Regions from separate parts of the Mus musculus genome. Here all the other regions are linked to region 1. A link is a contact called in public HiChIP or PLAC-seq and promoter capture Hi-C data. All regions are on one chromosome and are shown on one strand. The core of a region is the stretch at or near the end of the contact, and the rest is flanking DNA. Distances in the headings are between cores, read along the strand shown. Region 1 holds the start of Ppig (peptidyl-prolyl isomerase G (cyclophilin G)). Region 2 holds the start of Tlk1 (tousled-like kinase 1). Region 3 holds the start of Mettl8 (methyltransferase like 8).

The links. HiChIP or PLAC-seq counts read pairs in DNA pulled down with a chosen protein or histone mark. Capture Hi-C pulls out chosen DNA fragments and counts their contacts.
Region 2: a contact with region 1 is called in an HNF4G HiChIP or PLAC-seq map of pancreatic cancer cells. The contact joins the promoter of Tlk1 here to the promoter of Ppig in region 1. A contact is called at or near these places in 2 of 39 promoter capture datasets (the HPC-7 cell line and erythroid cells) and 1 of 115 datasets of contacts at active chromatin or transcription factors (pancreatic cancer cells).
Region 3: a promoter capture Hi-C map of liver shows a contact between it and region 1, with 2.5 times the contacts expected there. The contact joins the promoter of Mettl8 here to the promoter of Ppig in region 1. A contact is called at or near these places in 2 of 39 promoter capture datasets (liver and pre-B cells) and 3 of 9 other capture datasets (adipose tissue, liver and pancreatic islet).

The regions. Positions count from the first base shown.
Region 1 is chr2:69,720,932-69,725,579 of GRCm38.p6, forward strand. It overlaps Ppig (peptidyl-prolyl isomerase G (cyclophilin G)), which reads left to right and starts at 2,157. Exons shown (of 14, transcript NM_001081086.1): 1 at 2,157-2,432.
Region 2 is chr2:70,822,546-70,827,085 of GRCm38.p6, forward strand. It overlaps Tlk1 (tousled-like kinase 1), which reads right to left and starts at 2,935. Exons shown (of 20, transcript NM_172664.3): 1 at 2,648-2,935. The coding sequence starts at 2,786.
Region 3 is chr2:71,052,585-71,056,959 of GRCm38.p6, forward strand. It overlaps Mettl8 (methyltransferase like 8), which reads right to left and starts at 3,022. Exons shown (of 10, transcript NM_145524.3): 1 at 2,787-3,022. Dcaf17 (DDB1 and CUL4 associated factor 17) reads left to right here and starts at 3,160. Exons shown (of 14, transcript NM_001165980.1): 1 at 3,160-3,535; 2 at 3,911-4,014. The coding sequence starts at 3,410.

The sequences.
Region 1 (4,648 bases), core at 907-3,406:
TTCTTCTACAAACACAGGTGAGGGCTTACTTAAAGGATAATGAGTGTCTGTAAGGCAGCTACATCACCAAACAATTCCCTCAGTCTAGGTGACAATTTACAAGAGCTGCTTCCAGGCAGCCCAGCAAACGGTCTCTTCTCTCCAGCAAACTGTTCGGCTCATCTAACAAGAGAGAGGGTTCCTGAGAGCTTCAAAGCTTTCTTGTTTATTTATGCCCATCCCCAGGCAGGGCTTCTCTGTGTAGCCCTGGCTGTCCAGAAACTCAACTCTGTAGACCAGACTGCCCTCAACTTCATAGAGATCTGCCTGCCTCTGCTGGGATTAGAAGTGTGCACAACCATTTCCTAGCAATGTTTGCAATTTTTAAAAGATATATCTGTTCATTTCTCTGTATATGTCTATGTCCATGCATGTGAGCTTGAACATGTGTATTCAAATGCATGTGCATTGCCGTCAGAGAGGACACTGTGTGGCCTTGTCTATTGTTCTCTATCTAATCATTTTGAGTCAAGTTTTCTCCCCAAATCTGGGATGTTCTCAGCTAGGCTGGAAGCCAGAGAGTCTTGGGACCTATCTCTATTCACTTTTTTTGAGCTGGGATTACAGGTTTGCACACGAAGCCTCTCTTATTATGTGGGTGTACGGATCTGAATTCTGGGCCTCGCAGTTGCACAGCAAGAGCTCCAATTTGCTATGTCTCCAGCCCGAGTTCCTGAAACTTGCTTGTGAGTTTTGGGAGTTTCATCCTGATTTCCCTCCAGGAGGAAACATTTCTGTCCAGATGAAATAACTGTACAACACTCTGCCTTACTTCAATCTTCTAAATTCTGTGTAGGTCTCTGTAGCCTCAATCTTAGAGATCCGACTACCTCTGCCTCCTAAGTGCTGGGATCAAAGATGTCCACCGCCACTGTGTGGCATCCTAGATTTAATTTTTACAATGGAATTCCTTTTTGTTTGTTTCTGGCTTTAAAAGATCGATTTCTCTCACAAATTAAGATCTTAGGTGAATGAGCCCGATAGGAGGCATTTCTGCTCCATGTAGTTATTCTGGGATCTAAATTCCTTCCATTATGTTATTCTAATGCCTGCCAGTTCCTTGTTTGTGGATGATTAGAATATATTGGCAAATGAAGAAAATAAGAGGCAATGTCTTAAAGCCTAGAGCAGCATGCCACTTTGTCTCAAATTTCATCCTCGAAAATTAAATCACATGGCCAAGGGCTGGCGAGATGGCTCAGCCATTAGGAGCACTTGTGGCTCTTGAAGGAAGACCCATATTGAGTGTCTCGTAATGCTTTTAACTCCAGTTTGGGGACGGGGAGGATCTGACACCCTGTTCTGACCTCTGCAAGCAGTTATAGATATACAGTGCATATACACACAGGCACAAATACAACCATATTAAAATAGGACCAGGCATTTGGGATAAGAGGCAGAGGCAGGGTAATCTCTTAAAGAGTTTGATGTCAGCCTGATCTACGTAGAGAGCTCCAAGGCAGCCAAGGTATATAGTAAGACCCGGTCTCAATAAAATGTTAATCCCCGACTACTGGGATTAAAGGCATGCGCTACCACGTCCCGAAAGTAGCTCATCTTTGTTACTAGCTTTTGAGCGTTTGCTGAAGGTTCCTTGGAGGCAGAACGTCTCTCTAAATACCTCGACAGAGGATGTCACTGTTTATAAAGTGATGCGCATCATTTCGGGAGCGCTGTGACATTCTGACGGATCCACACCGATCCAATCAACTCTCAGAAACCATCAAGCGACCCGTCGGGAACGTATTTTAAAAGGCAGAAGAGACCCTACAAGCTCAAGGAGAAGATGCTGACGTCAGCCCGGGAACGCCGGGAGTCGCCGGCACCCATCCCTGACGTACTTCCGGCGCGACACCTTCCCTCCACGCCTGGCCTGGGCTGTGGGGGAGGGAGGCGGTTAGTGGGCTTTAGCGCCTTTCCTGACGGCGGTAGATTTGAAGCGCTTTCCAGGACCGGGCCGGGAGACGAGAAGCCCGCGGCGGGGCAGGTGAGGGATGCGAGAGCGTCTGTCGGCGCGGCGGCGTCTTCTGCGGGCCTTGGGGACGAGAGCGGGAAGGGCTCAGGGCGAGGGGCGGAGCCGCGGCGGGCCTCTGGGCCGAGGTAACCGTCTTTCCGTCGAGGTCTCTGGGCTGCTCGGGCTCGGAGGGGTGGCCCCGGGGACCGCGGCGCGGCCTGGGGCCCCGTGGTGGCCCGGCGGCTTGCAGCCGAGCCCCGGGGCGAAGGAAGCGGCTCTTCCTCTCCAGCCCCCGCCCTCCCGGCTCGGGCGCACACCTCCTCCCTGACGCATTTTGCCGCACAAGCTGTAATATGGCGGCAGCGACGGCAGCCTCGGCTCCCGGGAGCTAGGTTCGTTTTGGAGGCTTCAGAACCGGGAGACGGAGCGCTGCGGCGTGGTAGGTGGGACCTCTGGTTAGGGAAGGGGGAGGCGCAGCGCGAGGGCCTGTCAGGTTAGGGTTAGGGAGGGACGGGCGCAGAGCCAGGATCCCCGGGAATAAAATCGACCGCGGGCTCCGGTCCTCCCGACCTTTTCCTCCCGTAGGACAGCGGCTGGCGTGCATGCCTCAGTGACACAGGCCCTTGGTGTTAGGGACACTCCTAAAACTCAAATGCGAGATGTTAACCTCAGGGCCTTAGAAGTTTTCTCATGTTCCTGAGCGACTGGAAGCGGCCGGGCCTTTGGGGGAGGAGGATTCTGTTGAGGAGAAGATGGTTTCTGAACCCCGTTCGCCTTTAGGAGAAACGAACTGATTTTTTCCGTGTTTCCTCTTGATGTCGAACAAAGTCAACCGTAGCGGGCATCCGTTGTCTAATTGTTTTGGAAAACCTTATGGAAGCACCACCCTGTGCACTCAGTTTGATTTCTTAGCACGAATACATTACTTGCGCTAAGTAAAGATTAAGTAAAGACTCTCTTTGTTTGTTTGTTTTTGATCACCAGAACATTTAAGAAATAATACAGTGTTTTGAAAATTTGGAAGGTCCATATTAACTTTCAGAAGCTAAATCCAGAAAGGATAAGATTTGTGTTAGTGTCATTCCCATTGTATAAAGAATATGATGACTAGTAATTGCTATTTTGTAACAGATACTGGACAGTTCGAGGAAACCTTTTTTATAAGTTTTAAAAGATAGCCATAAGAGGAACTGCACAGATACTTAGAAAGGCTGCTTCTAACTTACCTAAAAGTGTAACTCCTGATTTGGTGTCACAATGTCTATAATCCCGGGCTGAAGAGAAAGGGTCACCAATCAAGGCCAGCCTGAACAACTTGATGAGACAAACAAAAACACCTTAGGGACCCCACTCTTTAATTTTAATAATGTGGAGTGTTATTAGTCATGTAATAGTTTACATTTCTCTCTGTTTAAAAGAAGCTAGTTGCTTAACAGTTTCTTTAAGCTTTATTAAATTGATTGGGTTGTTCTGCTCACTCCCTAAGTAGGTTGGTGTGTGTGTATGTATGTGTGTGTGTGTGTGTATATATATATATCAAAAATTGTATTTTTTATTTCTGTAGGCCAAAATTTGGACCTTGAGATGTGCAGGCAGTACTTCAAATATTCAGAGAAGACTGCTATAATTGGACCTTTGACTTTTACTGACAAGGCGCATTTTTTGCTTTGTTTGAGGTCTTTGGCATTTTTAGGGCAAGCACCACTGAGCTGTATTCCTAACCATTGGTCTCCACATTTGTTTGTGTGCATAGATTCAAGACTTCACAACTGAGGGCAAGTGCTAGATCACTGGACCACAAACTAACTCCTAAGTTTTCAGAATACCTGTTAGGTGGTGTTTTTCTACCAGCTCATTTTTTGCATACCAGTAGTTTGTGTATATCAAAAACATTAAAGAAAATGGTTCTATTTGGAAGAGCATAGGTGACTTTTCCTGACAACTCAAAATGTTAGCTTGTTTTACTTAATTCATCAGCAGTGTATACATTTGTAAATGTATGCAAATGTTACTAATTAGTTAATTTTCATTTCTTATTTGATCCATGTGCATACTTTAAGAGTGAGCTGATGAAGCTGGTTTGAATGTTAAAATGCTTCCCAAGCAGGAAATATTTTTAAAAGGTGGGATATATTTTTGCCCAGTTCTGGAGGTCTCAGTCCTGTTGGCCTGTTCCTTTGGATCCTGTGGCAAGGCATTACATGGTGGGGGACACACAGTAGAGCAAAATGCCTTCTTGTGGAGTCCAGGAAACAGAGGATGGAGGGAGGGGGCTGTCCCAATACTGCCTTCAAGGACTCACCTCCAGTGAGTCAACTTCATTCCATTAGTCCCCATCTCCTAAAAGATCCTCCATCTCCTGGTAGTGCCAAAGACTGGCTACCAAACCTTTAACATACTGCCTTTGGGGGACAATTAATGTCTAAACATCAAGAAAGTGTCTTTTAGACCTGACAAGGGAAGATGAATACAAAACAAATCTTCCAAGACTTGCTTAATGACAAACATCAATTGACATGCCAGTATGGATTAAGAAAATTTCAGAAGACCCTACCTCTAGATGAAGAGTTATTGTCAGTTGATGGCTGCTGAAAACGGGAAGATATTTAAGTTCTCTTCAGAGATGAGACCCTGATAGGTTATCCAATCCCAAAT
Region 2 (4,540 bases), core at 1,685-4,184, 1.1 Mb after region 1:
TCCAGATAACTTACAGACAAGTATGGCACATCTTTAACCTCTTTCAAAGTTTAATTTGCTTAAAAGAAGTTCACCCAGGGCTCAAGATATGGCTCCCTGTATCCTTGCTGCTCTTGTAGGGCATTCACATGGCAACTTACAACCTTCTGTTCCATACCAGTTCCAGGGGATCCAAAGACCCTCTTCTGAGCTCCTCAGCACTAGGCATGCATATGGTATGTACATAAGTGCAGACAAAAGAGTTCACAAACATACATGTACCTAAACATCATCTGAACTTAACTTCTTTTCTGTGATTGCAAGTTAATTTGGCTCAGGTTTTCAAGAAACAAAGTTTAGACTCGTCCTGATACAGTCACTCAATGTTTCCAATCAAATCCCACCAGCATTTCCTATGTTTCTTACTAGCCCTCCCTTGAAATCAAAAGGTTCTTAAATTTAATCAGTTTATGCAGCGTATTAACATATATACCTTCAAAAGGTACTAAACACCTGTAACAAAAAAGGGGACTCTACTCAATGATAAACTTCTCCATCTTGATCCTTGGGGGGCTTCCAACAGATAATTTTATCATTCCTCTGGCAATGGTAAAATTTAAAGACATGGTGCCAAGCCTCAAAATGAATAGGGGTGGAGGACGGTTAACAGTTTTAATTTACATGGTTAATAAAAAATAAATGACCTAATAATTATGAGGGCTGGGGTGTAGCCCTGTAATACAGCAGTGGTCCACTATAAGACTCAAGGGGAAAGGAGAAAAGGATGGAAACTTTGTTGTCAAGTGTAACTCACAAGACTATATCCCAGAATTTCAAGTATTAACTAAGACTCACTATTTTAGGTTAACAACAAAAAACAAAACCCATTTAAAAAAAAAAAAAAAAAAAAAAGCTGCTGAGGGAGGGGAGCAGGATTTCTGGTTATTTGGAAGTTTGAATTAAGTTATTCCAACCATTCAGAACATTTCATCATCAGGAAGGGTGCAGAACGGCACACCTAAGACGGTCAGCTAGGGCTGACCTTCCTTAGAAACTCCATCTGAATTTGGTGCCTGCCAAATTCCCAGGACTGATAACAGAAGTCAACTGTTAAACCAACACCATGTATTCAGCAGATTATCACATACGGGTCCTGGCTCATAGTAATGGCTCAATAAACACTTGAGAAATCAATGAGGAATTATTTTTCAAAGGTATAGTACTCTAGAAACCACGATAATCTTTCAAAACTCATACTACCATTAGACATCGTAATGAAACTACAAAGTGGAAACAAGCAAGCTACAAGCACCAACTGCCCTATTTACAACACACACTTTAAATTTTAAACTTACAAATTTTCAAGCTTATACATGTACATAAACTTTCAAGAACAGAAGGAAAAACTCAGATTATTAATTTAAGTCATTCAATAAATAAGCTCTTATTTCTTTTAATGAAAAATCAGTGTCAGGGTGAGATGAAAGGGGAAAATGTCTGTCAACGTATTCGGCATGTTTAATGGATGCCATAAATCAAATCTTCCCATGAATTTTCTAGAGCATATTCACGTCAATCTTTGAGCCTATTGTCACTTTCACACATGCTCACGGGAACAAAATGACAAAGAATGCTATGCCTCAACCACTGGATCCGGGCAAGAAACATTTGATTAGCAATTACCAAAGCTATGGATAATAAATATAGACATATTTTCAAAATACAATAATCCGAACGACTCATAAACCGAAGCTCTGAATTTCTTTACAAGGCTTACTAGACTGCTGGACTTTCAAACGTTTTCTTCTTTTTTTTAAAGGTGCTGATAATCTCCTTGTGCGAGACAACCGGGAGCGAACAGCCCATTTACCGATTGCTAACGAATACGACTTCGCATTTTCCAGACAAAAGGGCGTTAAAAGAGATCCGATGCAAATTTATTCTTCCCTGGTAAAGGAGTGTTCTCCCGAATTCCATTTTATGGAGTATACTTAAAGTTAAAGGCAGCAAGTTCATTTTTTAGTCAAAAGCACTAGGTGCCTTACTAGCTGTGTGACTGCTACATCTGGTGGCAGAACACTTGCATGCAAGGAGCCAGAAAACTTAGAAAACAATTGTAACCGATCTCAGTGCGTGTTTTGCAGAAACCTTCAAGCAGGAATTTCCACCAAAAAAAAAAAAAAAAAAGCCCACCACCCTTGGGCAGAAAGGAACACGAGCGTACTTGCAACCCACGAGCATAACGTTCAAACATGCAGGAGCCGATGGCGAAGGAAGGAAAGTTGCAACCATCTGGGGGGGGGGGGGGGGTGGCACGAGCAGCCTTGCCCACGAGTCGGTCTGCCGTTGGGATCGCTCTAGGGGCCGCGATGGGGATCCGACTCGGATCCGAGGCAGCCCAGAGCATGCGGGAGGCGGGCGAGGGGCATCTTAACCGGTCCCGGCGGCCCGGCTTGCGGCGCGGGGACCGCCTCTATGGGAGGAGTGCGGGCTAGGGGAGGGGGCTCGCGCGCCGAGGCTGCACCGCGAGGGCAAACCCACCCGAGCCCCGAGGCCAGGAGGCTCAGGGAGCCAGGGCAGGCCTCCCGCCCGCGAACCGCCACCCCCCACCCCAGCCCGGGGTCCGCGCGGGCCGAGGGAGCCCGCGGGAGGGCGCGGCGGCGCTTACCTTCCCTGGGCCTCCCGGATGGCGGCGTGTGATTCAGCAGGGACCTGGCCGCCGCCGCCGAGCCCGGGGTTGGAGACGTGGAGAGCCGGGACCAAGATGGCGGCCCCTCCAAACTTCCACTGCTACTTTGGACACTCATCAAGCTACTTTCTGGGAGCCCGACTCCCCCCCTGCGACGGCGGCGGCACCGGCACCCGCCTCCGTCATGGCGGGGGCCGCGCTGAGGGCGAGCGCGGGCGCGAGGGCTGGGAGGGGAGCGCCGCGCCGCCGAGGGAGCGCGCCGGGCGGAGGGCGGGCGGGGAGGGTAGCGCCGAGGGGAGGCGAGTGGCCGGGGCCGCGGGGCCGGGGCCGGAGCGCGGGCGGAGCGCGGGCCGCGCCGACCGAGGCCACTTCCGCGGGCGGAACCTGCCGGCACCTCTGCAGTGCGTCGGGCCCCGGCGTCGCCCGGGCGGTGGCGGGCGGTGGGTGGCGGCTGAGGCGGCGGGGTAACCTCTGCATCAGTTACGGGCGGCGGCGGCGGCGGCGTCACGCGCCGCCAATGCAAACACTATCGCGAGGCTCCTGCGCCTCCGGTAGCAGCGGCGGCGGCGGCGGCCGCGGGGCCGGCAGGGGGGAGGGGGGAGGGCCCTGCCCGGGCGGGGCGAGGGCGGGGAGGGCGCGAGCGCGCTGGGAGGCGCGGGGCCCGCGGCGCGGCGCGGAGCGGCGAGTCGCGTGCGCGGAGCCGGCCGGAGGGAGGCGCGCCCCCGCTGCCACCTGCCTCCCCCTCGCCGCGGCGCGCCTGCTCCGAAGCGCGCCCCACACCCAGCCTGCCCGAGACGCCTCTGCTCTCGCCTGGCTCCGGAGTCTCAAAATGGAACTGAAAAGTTGAGAGTTGCTTCTTGCCCTTCAGGAGAAAAAGAAGAAAGAGAAGAAGGAGAAGAAGGAGAAAGAAAGAAAGAAAGAAAGAAAGAAAGAAAGAAAGAAAGAAAGAAAGAAAGAAAGAAAGAAAGAAAGAAAGAAAGAAAGAAAAAGAAAGAAAGAGCAGTGTGCACTTATCCATCTGCAAAACAGGAGTAGTCACGGAATTAAAAAAAAAAGAACCTAAGAAAATAAAACTTTCCTTAAAACAATCTACCAAAAGAATTGAGAAACCCTACCGGTGGGGTAGCCTGAGTGTGTGGTATAGCTGTTTGTTCTTTGTTTTCACAGAAGTGGAAAATCTAAATAGAAAATGTTGACTACTGAATTCACAGTAAAAAACACAAAAAACAAAAAAACTATAGTGTTCATCTTGAAGAAGGTATAGTTTCTAGAAATTTCCAGTTTCTGGTGCCGCTGTTGAGTATTGACGACGAATTCCCAAAACAAATTACAGCATTTGCTAAAATTTATAGATAGAGCATAGCTTTCTGCACACCCACGTACACACACCAGCGATTGGCCATCTTGTTCATAAAAGAGCAAGTCTGGTAGTCCAGGAAAAATACGACAAGGTTACTGCTCTCTTTAAACCAAATTGAATAGAACACTAAAATGATTATGCTATAGAGCAACTGTGCAGGCATAAGGAAATGACATGATTACCAGGGGGACCAAAATGTCATTTCTATTTTTTATTTTTATGACTTTGCATTTCTCATCGTAATGTTTTCTTCAGATAAACTGTACTCCCAGAATAGAGCCTTGGTTGTCAGCTATGCCAGAAGTCACTGGGGTGTTCCTGTGCTTCAGATTCTTGTTTTCAGTCACATTCTGCTTTTGAAACCTAAGAACTCACAAATTGAACAACTTTATTGACATAGAACTCACTGTAAAGTGTGTGGCTTTAGTTCACACTGTAGGGTGTATACAGCTCTGATGCCCCTTGTACAATCAGTAGCAAACATCTGTTGCCCACTCAACTCCCTTCTCCCC
Region 3 (4,375 bases), core at 1,772-4,271, 1.3 Mb after region 1:
TTATGTCAACTTGACACAAACTAGAATCAACAGTGAGTATACCTAAATTGAGAAAAATACCTCCATAATGGCAACTCTTAACCTGCGGGTCACAGGCCCTTTTGGGGTCAAACAACCCTTTCACGGGGGTCACCTATGACCATTGGAAAACACAGATTTTACATTATGATTCTTAACAGTAGCAAAATGACAGTTATGAAGTAGCAATGAGAATAATTTTATAGTTGGGGTCACAGCCTTAGGCTGTAGGCAGGCAGGCAGGCAGGCTTGTAGGTCTTTTTCTTAACTACTGATTGATGGGGGAGGTCCCAGCCCACTGTGGTGGGTGTTGCCATCCCTGTGCTGGTGGACCTGGGTTTGGGTCTTAGTGTTTCATTACAGCAATAGAAAAAAAGTAACTAGGACACTTACTGTATGTAAATGATGTTGTCCAGGGAAGGTCAAAGAAAGTCAAGGCACATTGAGCAAGGGAAAGTCTCATCGTGAGTTAAATAAATACTAGGAGCACTGATTAATCTGTAACATTAGAAAAATATATATAGGTCTCAATGCAAGAGAAGTGTACCAAGAAGGCCAGGACAGATGGATTTGCTTTCTGGATTTTTAAGGTCCAGTAAAACAGTACAAATGATCACAACGAGTAAGTGGTCACTTAGCCAGGCAGTGGTGGCGCACGCCTTTAATCCCAGCACTTGGGAGGCAGAGGTAGGCGGATTTCTGAGTTCAAGGCCAGCCTGGGTCTACAGAGTGAGTTCCAGGACAGCCAGGGCTATACAGAGAAACCCTGTCTCGGAAAAACAAAAACAAAAACAAAAGCAAAAACAAACAAACAAACAAAAAGAATAAGTGTGCACTTGAATTTACTGGTTACATAGCTCTGCTTCACTTAGTTCACAAAAAGCCTGGTTATTATAGTTGCACAAAAGCTACATAGGGTTTTATATATGGTTTTATATTTGCATACATTTAACATACCAAAAATACTTTAACAATGAAAGACTCTAGGTTGGATTCTGGTTTGAGACATTCTGTGGTGGGTAACTAGGAGCCACTAAGAATGATGTGACAGCTTTGTGCATTAGTGAAATCACTCTCTAAAAGGCTGCGGCAGGTTGGGAATCGAGAGTCTCCAAGTGTAGGCAGGAAGAACAATCAGAAGGCTAATTAATAATGGGATAGAAAACAGGAAGGCATAAAACTACTGGGATGAAAAGACTGGACAGAAATAGAATCAAAAGTACTTGGTTGTGGGAGAGGCAGAGATGGTCTAATGACTCTCCTTAGGGATCCCAGTGGTAAGATCAATAGCACAGGAAGGGAGCATTCAGAAGGCCGGGTAAGAATGGGGACTGCCCAAGCCGTGAATATTGTGCAGTCCCTCAGCCAGCTCACTGGCTGTCGACTGTGAGGAAAGAAACCACTTACTATGATGATTTAGGGGCCAAGCTTGATGCCTCGTGGAAAAACCTGAAAAACACTGAGAGGCAACTGGCCTTGAAGTACCACCCTGGTAAGAGTGGACGTGAAGGAGAAGCAAGTAAACAGTCTTCTCAAGCGCACAGAGTTTCCAGAGGTTAAGCATTCAGACCTGGGAGAAACTGGGGGGACTTTGGTCCAAACCAAGAAAGACAGCGCCATTACAGTAGAGCAGCAAGTGAGGGGCATGGCCCTCATGTCTGAATGGGTGGTCTGCATCCAGTTGTTGGGACTTAATATGTTAAAGTGAATGCGCGGAAGGTATGATCACAATATGCCCACTACTTGCTACTGTTTTTGTGGTAATAGTGGAGCATAGTGGCATCTTAGAAGTCATGTGAAAAACAAGCACAGAAACCAAAGCTCAGCCATGGTGGGAGAGCACAGAAAGACAAGAGCTGCGACAAGAAAGACAAAAAGGAAATGATGAGTGCAATTCAGCAATGATTTGCATTTCGCTTCAGCCAAAGAAAATCCAGCTATATTTTTCTGGGTTCCAGCATTTCAGTGACAGCTGCATTCATGAATGACCAAATTAACTATTGTGGAGCTTTCTAAAAATATACAAAGCACTCACTCCACCGTATGCTATAAGCAGGTCATGAAATATCAGGGGGGGAAAAAAAAAACCTCCAACAAAACAACCAAACAAACAAACAAAAAAGCCAGACCCCGAAGGAAATGCATCAAGGGTATAAGAGTTTTCCATTTAAAACAACAAAATGAAACGGCTAACGTTTGATCCAGCACATCCATCCTGTACTGTACTTCTGTCGATCAGAAAGCTGGTGTGCTTACTGACTTTTTCTTTAAGCACTTAAGATCACGGAGTGGCATGCCAAGTCTATTAAGTCTATGTGGGAGATGCAGACACCACACTAAAGGGGTTTACAATGAGGTTACGGGTCGCATTTGGTATACAGTTACGGAAATTTTTAGTATGTTAGTAATTTTGAACACGCAGGCTGAGCTAGTTCACAGAGAATGTTATTTTTTACTTAGAGAAGTCAACCTGGATTATCTTAGGCAGTTCAATAAGAATGCAAACATTTCATATTTTATTCCCTATAAGGGGGAAAAATGGAAGGAGGAAGAAAACACAGCAATTACCACAAAACCAGTCAGGGTCCCCGCTGGCCACACAAGGACGAGCCTTTGGGAAGGAGAAATTCAATCCTACTTTGATGGGAAAAACAGCAACTTTCACCACTAATTACCATACAAAAGCATAGTGGTTACACAACTAAATGTTGAAGTCAACCTCATCCACAACGTCCCAAGTGCGGCTGAGGGAAAGCCACGGGGCGTACCTTTGGAGGGTCCCACTGGCCACAACGCCCCTCTGGACGCGTGGCCAGAGCCTTGCAGGGCCAAAGGAGGGGTTGGCAGTCGTCCCACGACCAGGGCAGAAAGGGACTGCTTCCTGGGACACACAGGTGAAGCGACACCACCAGGTGGCTGCACAGCACCCACCAAAGCTATCCAGGTTTACCGCGTGCAGCCCGGAAGGCTACCCGACCCACTGCGCAGCCCTACGGCGCAGCCTATTAGGGCCAGGAGAGGCGGGCTAGGGGCAGGGAGGGGTGGGGCGGGGCCAGGCCAGCCCTCGCTCTGCCTGACGGGAATTGTAGTTCTGAAAAAGAAGCCATAGGGGCGGAAAAGGCCAAGGGGACTACATTTCCGGGAGAGGGAGTGGATACGGAGGGCCGCGAGGTGCAGCGTTAATCCCGAGAGCAGAAAGAAGGGCCAGGAAGGCGCCGTTGATTCTGTTCCTTTGCGTCAAATCCGTGTGTCGCTACCTCTTGATCTCTGCCCCGAGTCCCCAGCGCGGGGTCCCGCGTCAGCCTTCCTTTGAGGTTCGCAGGTGGCGGCTGCCACCCCTCGCGGAAGTGAGGGGCGCGCCCCTCCTGGGCCCTGCGGACCCCTAGTCTCCATGGGCCGGACCCGGAAGGCCAATGTGTGCCGCAGGCTGAGTCGCCGGGCTCTGGGCTTCTATGCACGCGACGCAGGCGTGGTGCAGAGGACGAACCTGGGCATCCTGCGGGCGCTGGTGTGCCAGGTGACGCCCGCCGAAGTCGGGGTGCCCGGGGTCCAACCTCCTGCCGGGCTGCAGTTTTTTACGCGCTCTGATACCCCTTTGAGGGTCTTACGTGGGGAGGGGCATCCGTGTCCCGCAATTAGGGTATTAGAAAATAGGTACTCAGGTCCGCCGCCTGGCGTAGTTTTTAAAAAGCTTCTTTTGCCTTCCTGCAAACAATCGATTCAAAACTTGGGCATCCAACTAAACCGACATCTATGGGCAGAGGGAGAAAAAAAAAAAAAAAAAAGGAGAAACAATGTACTTTAAAACTGTAGATTTCAACTACCCACCGAAAATGGTTCCATAGCAGGGGACTGAGTTCTTTCCTAAACTGAAATTCTTTGTGTCTTTCAGGAGAGTACTAAATTTAAGAATGTTTGGACAACTCATTCCAAGTCACCTATAGCCTATGAGAGAGGAAGAATATATTTTGACAATTACCGGTGCTGTGTCAGCAGGTAAATTCTTGGTGATGATTTTTTTTTTTTTTTGCTATAATCCACCTGACCCTAGTTTTTATAGAACCACGTGGCTTCTTTAGTACTTAGTGAAATTGGAAGATGAAAAAAAAAAAAAAAATGAGTCCATAATAAAACTAGGTGGAAAATGCATGTGATCTTAAAAACTCGTTAAGTCTAAAGTTTCGGACTTCATCTTTGTAAATACTTTTATTTCACACAAAATTATAGCACAGGCAAAATAATACGTTTCTCAGCACAGTTTGCTGTTTTATACCCATTTAAAGATCAGAGTCCAGAAAATGGGTTGTGAAATAATTAGATGCTGCTTAGGAGACAGGCATTTTGTTTTAGAAGTACT